Regions from separate parts of the Zea mays genome. Here all the other regions are linked to region 3. The links are chromatin contacts, called in public Hi-C maps. All regions are on one chromosome and are shown on one strand. The core of a region is the stretch at or near the end of the contact, and the rest is flanking DNA. Distances in the headings are between cores, read along the strand shown.

Region 1 (4,056 bases), core at 85-2,584, 130 kb before region 3:
TGAGATGAATTTTGACTTGCAACAGATTTAAATCCACTCAATCTCCTCCGATCCACATAGATGGAGATTAAAACGAACATGCCCTAATTGGGCCCAAATTTCTGTTTCACGCACCATAAGCCTCAAAATTATCCGATACAGCCCTGACAACGATGTAGGTGATAATGCAATTAACTGGGCCAATCAAAACAGCATTCGTGGATGTTATATTTTCATAGGTGATCCTCTTTATTTTGTATGGACTGCCTAACAGAAAAAAGTTACTGCACTCTCACTATATTAGTCTATTATAGCAATGAGCCAAGGACAGCAGTTTCTGTTTTGCCCAGATGTAGTTATATTGTCAAATTGAGCTTATTGGTTTTCTGTAGGACTCATTTAAGATATAGGATAGGAAAAAAAGCATCCCAGTTCGGTTTAATTCTACATAAGGCTCGTTTGGTTAGGGGTGAATTGAGGAAATTAAATTTCCTCCTATACAAATTTTTGAATGGGAGGGATTAAATCCCCTCAAATCCCATTGAAACCACCACAAAACGAACAAGCGCTTATGTTCGGTTGTATCTAGATCGGAGGGAATTGAGGGGATTAAATTCCTTCCTATATAATTTTGAATAGGAAGAGATTTAATCTATTCAGCATTCAAAACTGCATAGTAAGGGATTTAATCACTGTAGCATTCAAAGGTGGCACCGCATCGGAATCGAAAGGCAAAATAAAGCCGCTGGGACCTGGGACCCTGAACAGCAAAGCAGGTAACGTGTCCGCAGCACGGCGGCGATACCTTGCTTAGAATCTCATCCAGGCCGCCATCATCTGGGGATGATGACGCCTCTGACGGCACCAGCTCTGCCATAGGCGCCTCCGCGGAGCCACTAGGCGCGGCGCTAACCTCCTCGGCCTTGTCGTCGGCAGGCGTATCGGGCTTGTCCGTGACGACGACGGCGTAGGAGGCGGATGCCGGCTCTTCGGAGGGCACCGGGCCAGGCACGGCCGCGCTGGCGCAGCGCCAGACTGAAACGGAAACTGTCAGAGCAAGCGAGACAGCGCGTGAGGTACAGAGTGAGGGCTGGGTATGCCGTACCTCGAGTTGGGATGCGGCGGTGGGGCGGAACGGCGGTGGAGGCAGACGCGCCACGTCGGGGCGGGGCGAAGGATATGGGCGCGGCGGTGGCGCGGACGGAGGATGGGGGTGTAGAGACGCAGAGCTCCATGGTCTGTCCACTACTCCACTCTCTGTGCTCTTTCTTCTTTCTGTGGACGCTGTCCTGGTTGGGTTTTGAGGTTTCTATGAGCCGCGAGGAGGAATGGGGGATGAGGACTTGAGGAAGTACTCCTACTGGTGGAGTGCACCTCCAAGGCTCCTGGTGCTCCTGCAGTCCTGCTCCTGCAGTCCGTTTCCTGCTCGCCCCACAACGGCTCGGCAGTTTGTGTGACGTACTGACGTCCGAGTTCCGACGACTCACGGCTCCCTTGCCTGGCTGTGCGTTTGGGTCTCTGCTGTCTGGGGCCGAGCCGATTCTTGTGCATTGGTGGTTGGACGACAGGTGGTGGCGTGGTGCTTCCGTGCTTTCGCTTTTGCTTCTCTCCTGTTCCCGGGGGGCCGTCATGTCTGTGGAAAGAATCTCCTTTTTTTTAATTTTTTCTTTCGTCGGTGCTTGTCCACTGTAGCAACCATAACTCCATATAGGCAGAAAAAAGTTTGACCATCTGTTCAGTTGCACGCCATGAATTTGTTTTCTTTAGAGGCCGTTCGATTGTTCCGGAATAGAAGCCTGCAACAATTTCTAGCCAGTTTGTTTCTCTAATTTATATAAATTTTGATCAGCTGGATTGATTCCTGGTCTATTCCTGAACAACGCCTAGATCGTATTTAAACGTCTTCGGTCATCAAAGATTGTGAACTAGCATTCATTCTAGCTACTTGAACTATTATCGAAGTCGATGTTTCCTTTTCAAACACCAAACTGACCTCCTAAATCCTTAAAACGCTTGAATTATTTTCTTGTCTTGGTTTGAATTGATTTAAAAAGTGGATTTGTCCTTTTTTTTTAAAAAAATAGGTAAATACTTAATGAATTTTTAAGCCCCATAGAATGGCATAACATTCTATAAAAAAATCTATCAAAACCATGGAGGTAGATTGATACATGAAGAATCCAAGGGGCTATTGTAGCACTCTGAAAATTCAAATCTAGAAAATTTCTCCAACTCGCTCTAAATTCAAAATAAATTTTAAATTTTGTTTTAAAATTTTTGTTTACGAGTTGATCTCAACAAAGAAAATATAGTGATCTATTTTCCCTCCAAAATTCTCCTCAAAATATTCTACAAATATTTTTCCAGACATCTCCTCAAACTCTTTTCAGAAATATTGCATAATATTCCACTGATATTTCTCCAAATATTTTTCTACTAAAAATATCATCAGAATCATTTTTAAAATCCTTACAAATATTTTCTTAATAATTTTCCATTTGCTCATACATATATATGCCTCCGATGTCATACAATAAGCTCTACAATCTAATTTTACTTATCCACGGCTAATACATACTTATCTCCCACTAATCCTCGCTTCCTCCAACTAATCCTCGCCTCCTCCCCTAATCCCCCACCTTGCATATAAATAGAGGGGCAAGGGTCTCCCTCATGCCATCCCAAGCCATTTCATGACAACTCACTCCCACTCACTCCCACACAAGCACAACACAAACACAAGGATCGTTCACTCACTCCCACACAAGCACAAGGATCGTTCGTTTGTTAATTCGATCGTTTGTCCAAATGTTTTTAGTTTGTTCGATCGTTTGTCCGATTGATTATGGTTTTTTCGTTCGACCAAATAATTATTGTTCAGTCGTCATGCTTCCGAAATTCTGATCGTTCATTCGTCCAATCGTTCGACCATTCGTCCGTTCATTCATAATCCCTATTCATCGTTTATCGTTCGTTCATACGAATTATTCATCGTTTGTCATTCGTACGGACTATTCACCGTTCATCGGATCGTTCATACTCACTATTCATCGTTCATCGAACCCTTCATCCTACTATTCATCGTTCATCTAGTCACCCAAATATTTAACTGCTCATCCATCATGTTGTTCAGCTCACCTAAGACCTCCTAGACCAATATCGTAGTCATACAAACTCTGCTAACTGTAATTTTCCTTCCAATAAGAATTTCCCGGTTGGTCACCTATCCTAGAATTGCTTCAAGTTGAGCACACTTAACATTGAGGTTTTTTCGAACCAGGCTTCCAAAAAGAAAGACGAACCATTTTTGTATGGATACGCTGTCAATCCTATAAAACCTGGCCTAAGATACCATAGTCCGTCCGTACCAGAATATCACAGTATTCTAGTTGTCTGGGTCTCACCTTACTGTTGCCCCATGTGACACAATAGGTAGAACAGTTGCCACCAACATAAACCTCTGCCTATGAATAGCCTAGAAATAGGTCCTAACACTCTGCTCAAAAATATATTTGCATTTTTTATTTTCCAAATATCTTCAAATATTCAATTTTTGGAATATTCCAAGAATATTCCTTCTTCCTTTTATTTTTCTAATTCTTATGATAGTAAAATCCAAAACTTCTGTGCCCGGACTCTGATTTCGACAATTATGGTTTCTAAATTCTTATCAAATTAACCTTTATCCAACCATGTTATCCCCTTATCAAATTACCTTTTATCCAACCATGTCATCCCGTAAGTATGGTTCATATCCCATAAAACTTTAAAAAATACTATTGTCCTATATTCCGCCTATAATTCAAACTGATTCTTTCACCACGATTCTCGTAAACAGTAAACTCTACGATACTAAACCATACGCACCCAGCTATAAAGGATTTTTTACAATCTTAGAGGTCTATTGATTCATAGCCTCATTAAGTAGTTACATTTTTTTTAAAAAAAGAAAAATCCAGTTCAACATATGTCAGACAAGTAATTCAAATCAGGTTCCTTAAAACCTGACCCGGTTTGAAGCGCTATCCGCGCTTCACGGGATGTTCGCCCATCGGGTGCTAACACGTGAACACTGCT
Region 2 (4,337 bases), core at 1,681-4,180, 230 kb before region 3:
AAAAAAACCTGGCATGAAAGGTTGGGACTCGAATAGGAATCGAACTAGATGGCTTGCTTGTTGGTCCTGCATTCAAAGTGCTCCTATATAGCAGGAAAAAATAACCAGAAGGATGGATAAGCAAAATAAAACACTTAGTGACATTAAAAAATGTTAAGCTAAGACATCTTATAGAGGCTACCTGTCATTTTTGTCAGCTAAGTTTACTCCTCCATTGACTTCCCGGTGATCTTTTTTGGCAGATAAGCCATTGGTGAAATTTGAATTATCACAAGACCGAGTATCATCATGAGTTACTGGCTGATGGTCCTGGTCATAATCATTTATTGGCGGCGCACTAGGAATATCACCAGATGACCCATTCTGTACATGAAAGAAATCATCAAGCTTGGGTGTCTTTAAGGAAGTCACACCAAGAAACTAGTCAATCAACAACATAGGACCATGTAAGATCTAAATACCATTCGGTGCTGTAACTGAAAGTTTATTTTCGAGGATGATGAATAATGTCATTGGTCAAAGCACAGACCAACCGGTCACCAACCGTTTAGCTATTTATTCAGGCTAAACGGCCTTTAAACAGACTAAACAGTGATTAAATAGGATAAACGGCTGATTAAATGGACATAGTATTATAGTAAGCCACAGTGTAGCGTTTACACGGCGTCTACCGTGTACGCAAAGTGGCTGAAAGAGAAAGCAAGAAACATGGCAATATAACCTGCTATTTAAATGATCTCAGAAAGATGATTTAGCTGTTTCCTTTGGAGGACATCAGAACCCAGTAAGATATGTCAAGAATCAAGGTAAAAGGCATGTTCCAGGGACATCCAAAATTTTACTAGCAACTTTGGGTGTCGTAGTACACATTGACTATAACCAGAAAAGGAGCAGTTTGAGTCAGTTGAGACTTAGTGCTTATGCTACTTAAACATTCCATATCAATAAATGAAAAAAGAAATAAAAACTCAATTATTTCTGGATCATTCAGAGGCAAAATTCCTTCATGAGCGATCCAAACCATCATCCTAGTAAACTAAATGCATGTGTGTTATCCTTCAGTGGAATCAGGAGTGGCTTACATACACATGGGAACGGGAATGGAATTACTCGAATATAAACATTTAACTATGAAAACCCAAGATAACTCACTGAACCAGCCATGTTTGCAGAAAATTGTGTCTGAAGAATCGATTGATAGAGAATCACCCTGATGTTTTTTACGGTTTTTTTCTTTGGGCCCAGGGGAAGTTGTTGTGACTTTTTTTTACCCAAATTAATACAAAAAAATTGGTAGGGGCCTTCCCTGCCGTGTAGTCAAAAAAAGGAATCAATTGATCAATTAACTAGAGTGTTTGCCAAACCATTTCAAAAATAAAACACATATTGTCTCAGATCCATGTAAATAACTATACTTTGAACATTTGGGTTTTAAAATATTTCTGGGTATATATAAAAAAAATATTGACAACTATGTGATGCTTTCACAACTATCATATTTATTAGGAATATTATTCGTTAAGCGCCATGTTATACTTAGCATTTTCCCACACATTTAAATGCAACCCCAACTTGAAACAAAATGGAACTTACAGATGGTGCTATCACATAGAAAAAGAGTGGGGTAGATGAATGAAAAATCTTTGTAAATAAACAAAGAAAACTAACCAATTTACGTGTTGATTTCACATCCTCTCGAGCGGGGACATGAGCAGAATGGCTGTCATGTTGGTATCGCATCCTCGCTGGAGCTGCTGCACGATTCTTAGGACCCAAATTGTTTGCTTCTCTTCGGGCTGGACCAGTATGGGAGTACTCTGATACATACCCACCCTTGGAGGTCACACCATTGCTCTGCCCTTCCACCTGGCTAGAAAATTCGGAGGTGCCTGGAGATACGGAGTACTCCTCATCAGCATACTCAACGACCCGTGCCTGCGGCCGTCCCAACGGCTGTGCCTTAGCTCTTGGCAGTGCCGTGTCACGCGAAGAGCTCAAGTCCGAGTAGCCATCATCAGTGGAGTAGTAGCTCTGCTGCCCAGGCATGGTGGCGTAGCGGTAGAGGGGAACGGCCGTTCGTCGGGTCACGTCGTCGCGGCGGGGTGACGAGTCGACCGAGTACCTGCCGCTGCAGACCTCGATCTCATCGTTGTCCGACGACTCGTCCATGTCGGATCCCGAGGCGGCGGTGCCGTCGTCGCTGCGCAGCGAGGAGCGTGACAGCGGCACCGTCGCGCCGCGCGGCATGTGGCCGCTCCGAAACTTCTCCGGCGTCGGCATGCCAAGCCCGCCGCGGCCGGCCGCTCCGCGCACGGCACGCAGCGCGTCCATCCGGTCGTGGCTATGCAGCGCCGCCGCTCCCTGGCCCTGCAGACGCATTCCACCAACAACCACCACCAGGGACACACAAAAAAACACGCATCAGAGAACGGGAACCCGAAGCCGCAGCAGCTGAACTCAGCTAGGGCCGGCGGCGCGGCGAGCTCACTCACCTCTCGCACCCACTTGAGGGCGTCGCGATCTAGCCCCTCCGTGAACATGGCCAGCGCATGCGGGTTCCAACTGAAACGGACGAAGAGAACAAAATCGAGCAAAAATCAGAAAAAATCCCGAGCCAGCCGCACCAAATGCGGGTGATTCCCAGACCCGAAAACCCCTCGAAAAATTTTCCCGCAGCCGCAGATTTGAACACGGGAGGAATTTCGGGGGGGGGGGGGGGGGGGGGGGGGGGGGATGGGAGTCGGCTGAATCGTGCAGGGAGAAATGCTTACTTGGGAGCCGAATCTACGCGCGGATTTGTCGCTGGGAGTGACGCGAGCGCCCCGGATTTGAATTTCTTCGGACGAGCGTCGGGACGAACTCTGCGAGCAGCGCAGCGCAGCGCGGTGGCCGACAGCGACGGGAGCGTCGAGCGCGATGGAGTGTACGGGGAGTGGACGAGTGGGGAAGGCGGAGCCGAGCAGGAGGAAAGGGACAAGTACGAGTTTATTAGCTCATGGGCGTAACTAGAAAAAATACTAAAACCCCACTGCCTTCGAATAAACAGGAAAGGGACGGGCGAAACTTTTGCAGTTAGGCCCTCTGTTGGCCCGGTATTACCGTACGGTATCATATAGTATATCATAGAAATGCATTGTTCCTTCTCTTCGAACAAAATAGGCGCATATCAAACAATTGATTGGAGAACAACGCTGCCAGTTTAACACGCGGTAATTTTACTATCTTTTATTACTCCGTATATTATATATATACGGTGCATAGGTGATTAGGTGCAGTAACCGTCCCCAAGTTATGCAAGCAATAGCATTTATCCTGAGCAAAGAGGGGCCTATATGCGAAAAAGCGCCCCAACGATAGCTGGCCCATTCTCTTTTGGCCGACGGTTTCCTTTCTTTCCGTTGAGCCTCGCCGTAGGCCACAATAGCCCTGTTTGTTTCGGCTTCTGGCAGCTTCTGGCCACCAAAAGCTACTGCGGACTGCCAAACGCTCAGTTTTTCAGACAGCTTCTATAAAATTCGTTGGGGGCAAAAACCATCCAAAATCAACATAAACATATAATCGGTTGAGTCGTTGTAATAGTAGGAATTCGTTACTTTCTAGATCCTGAGCCCTATAAACAACTTTATCTTCCTCTACACGTAATCGTAATAATACTTAGATTCTCCCCACAGCCAGATTCTCTCCACAGCCGGATTTTCAGAAAAGTTGGTCAGAAAAAAGCTAAACCAAACAGACCCATGTGGAGAGTCGCTCGGAATCAGCTGCGTTCACCGACCGAGCGGAGCAGCGTTGACGACGTCAGGGCGCGCGCGGCAACGTCGGGGGAACAGGGGCCCTCCCGTAACGGTCGAAACGTTAGTGGTGACCGGGTTGGGACGTCGTGGGCCCGTGGCGGTGGTGGGCAAGAGCTAGCTGTGCTACTGTGGAGGAGAATGACCGAGTGGAGTGGGGTGGACTAGATGGAGTTTGGACCGGCCGGCCGAACGCTTGCCTCCTGCCCTCTCCCGCAGCGCACGCTGGTCCGTTCGATCCGGCGGGGCTACACGTGGCGGGCATCGAGGACGGTACATCGCGTGGGCCTCCCGTGTTCTGTGTCTGGGGCGGCGCATGGGGAGCCGTGGGGAGGAGCGGTCACATGGCTGCGGGGGCCGCGTGTCGGTACCTTTTCCGAACGGCGTGGTCGGAGGAGTCATGACCTAAGGTACCGTTTGGTTCAAAAATTTGTAACGTAATGGATAAACGATAACGTTAAATCATATTTGTTTTAGTTCAACCGTAATTAGATATCATACTAAAAATTGATATCAGACTATTTAAACTTATTATCGGCCATAATC
Region 3 (3,970 bases), core at 1,433-3,932:
ATCACAACAGAAATGGAACATGCTTTTACTTTGATTATTATTATTACCACTATGCTCGAGAACAACTTAACATGGCACACTTCTCTTGGCATATATGAATCCGAGATCATTTTAGCTCGAATTGGATTCGGCCAACAGAAACTAATTGCATCGAGGTAGACTTTAGTTCATGATTTTGGTTATAGTGTGAGAATCCGTCTCGGCTCATAGGCCAGGTGAGCTCGTGCTTGCGAGGGCGGGCATAGATCTTGTGTGGCTCAGAAAGTGTCAGAATCAGCCCTGTTCGGCTTGGAGTCACCTCGCCGGGGCAAGGACAACCTCATCTCATATCCCTTCTGGATAAGGTTGCGTGGTGGTCGGCGACGCAACTTAGAAGTTAGGAAGGGCAAGCGGCGTCGCCATTTTCATGAGATTCCGATCTCGAGGTCTCGACGAAGCGCTCCGGCCGTCTCCCTCCAGATCCCGCTGGAACGAATGCCTTGCAAGCTTGCGTTGTCGAGCGTCCGGTCCGGGGGCGGGGAGGCCTGTGGCAGACTGGCAGCTGTTGCAGCGAGAGGAGGTCGCCGCCAGCGGCCCAGCGCTCAGCGGTGCCTAAGTGCATTGTCGAGTTTTTTTCTTTTCTTTTTTGAGAGAGAGAGGAAGCACCAGCATACTACGGGCCGCCGGGTCGTCTTGGGCCTTGGGCCTGGGCAAGCTGCGGGCCTCGGCTGTAAGGACAAGCTAAGGCCCCATTTGTTTGGAAGTGTAGTATTTTTGCAGTTTTAAAATAATACTACAGTATTTGATGATACTATAGTATTGAAACTCAAAAGGTGTTTAGGCCCTGTTTGGAATTGTAGTATTTTTGCAGTTTTAAAACAATACTATGGTATTTGATGATACTATAGTATTGGAGCTCAAAAGGTGTTTGGTTTGTAGAGTCAAAACTCAGTTTTAAATACCATGGTTTACCCAAAACTGCGGTATTTTTGGAGTTTTTGAAACTCCACTCAGGACCTCAGTTTTCTTCTCTTCTCTCTACATATACTTTGTTTTTACAATAGAACCAAACAGATCTCGGTTTTGAACAATACTGTAGTTTTATTGTGATAAAGCAATACCGTAGTATTTATGTCATGTACAATTGTAAACCATAGTATCTCAAAACTATAGTATTTTAAAACTGCATTCCCAAACAGGGCCTTAGTTTGTATAGACAAAACATAGTTGTAAATACCATGGTTTACCCAAAACCGTGGTATTTTTGGAGTTTTTAAAACTCCAGTCGGGACCTCAGTTTTCTTCTCTTCTCTCTACATATACTTTGTTTTTCTAATGAAACCAAACATATCTCGGTTTTGAGTAATACTGTGGTTTTACTGTGGTAAATTAATACCGTAGTATTTGTGTCATGTACAATTGTAAACTGTGGTATCTCAAAATTACGGTATTTCAAAACTGCATTTCCAAACAGGCCTAAGGCTGTTTGTTTCAGCATCAGCTACGATTGCTGTATGTAGAGCTGCTAGCTGAAGCCACATCGGCTGTAAGGAGAAGCGAGGCAGCTAAAAGCCTAAAACTGCCAAAAGCTGGGCAATATTTTCACCAGAGATATAATGGCAAGTGCTGGCAGCGAATCAAATAGTGGCTAAGACCTTAGATTGCCAGTTTTGACACTCAAGTTTTGGCCATCAATCAACTGGGCCTCCAATCAAAGCTTTGGATACCAGCCAATTCATGTGGAGTGTGAGGCCATTCATAGTGGGAGTTTCATGAGATGACACAATATTTATGATTGGAGAGATATAGAGAGTTTTATGAAAGGAGGGAGATAGTTTCATTCAGATAAAACTTAGGATACACAATAAAAGTTGATGATGTGTCATTTTAAAAACCGTGCAATAAAACTCCACTCGGAATGACCTGAGGCCAAATTATCTAGTTACAATTGAACGCTTGGGTGGAACCGGAACCATTCAATTTCCGAGTTCGCTGTCCAATTCAAAAGATTTAATTGCGTCTCGATAAATCAACAATCAAATGAACTAGTCCGTATAATTTTCTCAACATGTTTTGTTTTCTACTAGTACTAGACTTCCCTTCAATGCCAACGCGCCCTGCATCGAATTTACTAGCCTACAATGACGCAGTTTTGAATGATGATACAGTGACAACGGGAAAAAAAAACTTGCCCCCGCGACACACCTCACGCAAAACACGATCCAGTGTCGTGCGCGCAAAGGATCCGCGCTCCAAAAACTCTCCTAGGAAAATGCCAAAAACAAAACAAAACAAAGCCCCAAGGAGTCGCAGGCATGTTTTACAGAAAACCCCTCGTCTCTATCCAAAACCCGCTCCACCACCACCATCACTATTCACTAGGCACAGCGCCCGGCCGCCCTACATAAACCCTGCTCTCCTCCACTCCACTAGTCTCTCTCCTACTGTTTACACACTGCAGTGGCCTTGCCGGCGTCTTCCTCCCCCTCCTCTCTCTCGCTCCTCTGTCCTCTCCACTTGATAAAGAACACAATTAGGAAAAAATAGGCAAAAAAACATGTACCTTTTTTCTATCTATATTATCTGAATAAATCAAGAAGAGGAAGAGGGGAGAGGGAGCAGGGAGGGGGAGGAGTAGCAAATCCAGACTCCATAGAATCAGCTCGCAAGAAGGGGAAAGGGAGGAGGAGCTTCGCTGGTGAATTGATTGCTCGCTGCTCCAGTCTCGCATTCGTGCCGTTTTCGGCAAGTAGGTGGCGTGGCAAGCATGGTGCCTGGCTATGACTGCGCCGCCTCCGTGCTGCTGTGCGCGGAGGACAACGCTGCTGTTCTCGGCCTGGACGACGAGTCCTCTTGGGCGGCCGCAGCTACGCCGCCACGCGACACCGTCGTCGCCGCCGCCGCCGCCGGGGTTGCCGTCGACGGGTTCTTGACGGAGTTCCCCTTGCTCTCGGATGACTGCGTTGCGGCGCTCGTGGAGAAGGAGGTGGAGCACATGCCCGCGGAGGGGTACCTCCAGAAGCTGCAGCGACGGCATGGGGACCTGGATTTGGCCGCCGTCAGGAAGGATGCCGTCGACTGGATTTGGAAGGTGAGTTCACTTAATCGATGGATCCTTTGCTTGCTATGCTAGTGAGATGCGGAGATGTGGCTCGCTGGATTTGCGTAAAGGTCTATCTTTTATAGAGCTCATCGTGGTTCTTCACTTGATTTATGCTCATCGGTACCTTCTTCCAACATAAATCGGCCTCAAAGCTCACTGAATCCACATCTTTTTTTGCTGGATAGGTCATTGAACATTACAGTTTCGCACCGTTGACTGCAGTTCTGTCTGTGAACTACCTCGATAGATTCCTCTCCACCTATGACTTTCCTGTAAGTCTTGCAATTTTAGTGTCGCTGGAAACAGCCCTACTCAAATAACTTAGTGCTGATGGGAGGAAGATCCATATCATGGCAGGAAGGCAGAGCTTGGATGACTCAGCTCTTAGCAGTGGCATGCTTGTCTTTGGCTTCGAAAATAGAAGAGACTTTTGTGCCACTCCCTTTGGATTTGCAGGTGAGCCAGTGCGATGGATCCCATCACTTGCTTGCACATACATTGTGCTGTTCTGATTCTCTTTTCCAGCAAAGTAATTTTCGACTTTGTGTGGCAGGTAGCCGAGGCAAAGTTTGTTTTTGAGGGAAGGACCATTAAAAGGATGGAGCTTCTGGTGCTACGCACCTTAAAGTGGAGGATGCATGCTGTTACTGCTTGTTCATTTGTTGAATACTTTCTTCATAAATTGAGTGACCATGGTGCACCCTCCTTGCTTGCGCGCTCTCGCTCTTCCGACCTTGTCTTGAGCACTGCTAAAGGTACAATTTAGGACTTAGTCCAGTATGATTCCTGACCTTATTGATCGGCATAGAAAAATTCTCAATTTGGCAGCAATCAATTTCTAAAGCGTGACAATTGGGTCTGCAGGTGCTGAATTCGTGGTATTCAGAC

Evidence for each region. Hi-C and Micro-C count contacts between places; a contact is called where the count stands out from the background.
Region 1: a contact with region 3 is called in a Hi-C map of tassel, with 2.2 times the contacts expected there. The contact joins the promoter of LOC103627771 here to the promoter of LOC732735 in region 3. A contact is called at or near these places in 13 of 25 Hi-C or Micro-C datasets (bundle sheath, ear, endosperm and 4 more) and 2 of 3 datasets of contacts at active chromatin or transcription factors (leaf and seedling).
Region 2: a contact with region 3 is called in a Hi-C map of ear, with 2.5 times the contacts expected there. The contact joins the promoter of LOC100273763 here to the promoter of LOC732735 in region 3. A contact is called at or near these places in 8 of 25 Hi-C or Micro-C datasets (bundle sheath, ear, leaf and 2 more).

Annotation. Positions count from the first base shown.
Region 1 is chr5:217,482,840-217,486,895 of Zm-B73-REFERENCE-NAM-5.0, reverse strand. It overlaps LOC103627771 (protein CURVATURE THYLAKOID 1D, chloroplastic), which reads right to left and starts at 1,334. Exons shown (of 5, transcript NM_001156482.2): 1 at 1,085-1,334; 2 at 785-1,014. The coding sequence starts at 1,214.
Region 2 is chr5:217,579,751-217,584,087 of Zm-B73-REFERENCE-NAM-5.0, reverse strand. LOC100273763 reads right to left here and starts at 2,930. Exons shown (of 23, transcript NM_001360436.1): 1 at 2,772-2,930; 2 at 2,493-2,562; 3 at 1,669-2,367; 4 at 182-363; 5 at 9-83. The coding sequence starts at 2,540. It overlaps LOC103627772 (a long non-coding RNA gene), which reads right to left. Exons shown (of 4, transcript XR_002262548.3): 4 at 4,221-4,337.
Region 3 is chr5:217,351,297-217,355,266 of Zm-B73-REFERENCE-NAM-5.0, reverse strand. LOC732735 (Cyclin-D2-1) reads left to right here and starts at 2,682. Exons shown (of 6, transcript NM_001112364.2): 1 at 2,682-3,070; 2 at 3,268-3,354; 3 at 3,440-3,538; 4 at 3,636-3,837; 5 at 3,947-3,970. The coding sequence starts at 2,747.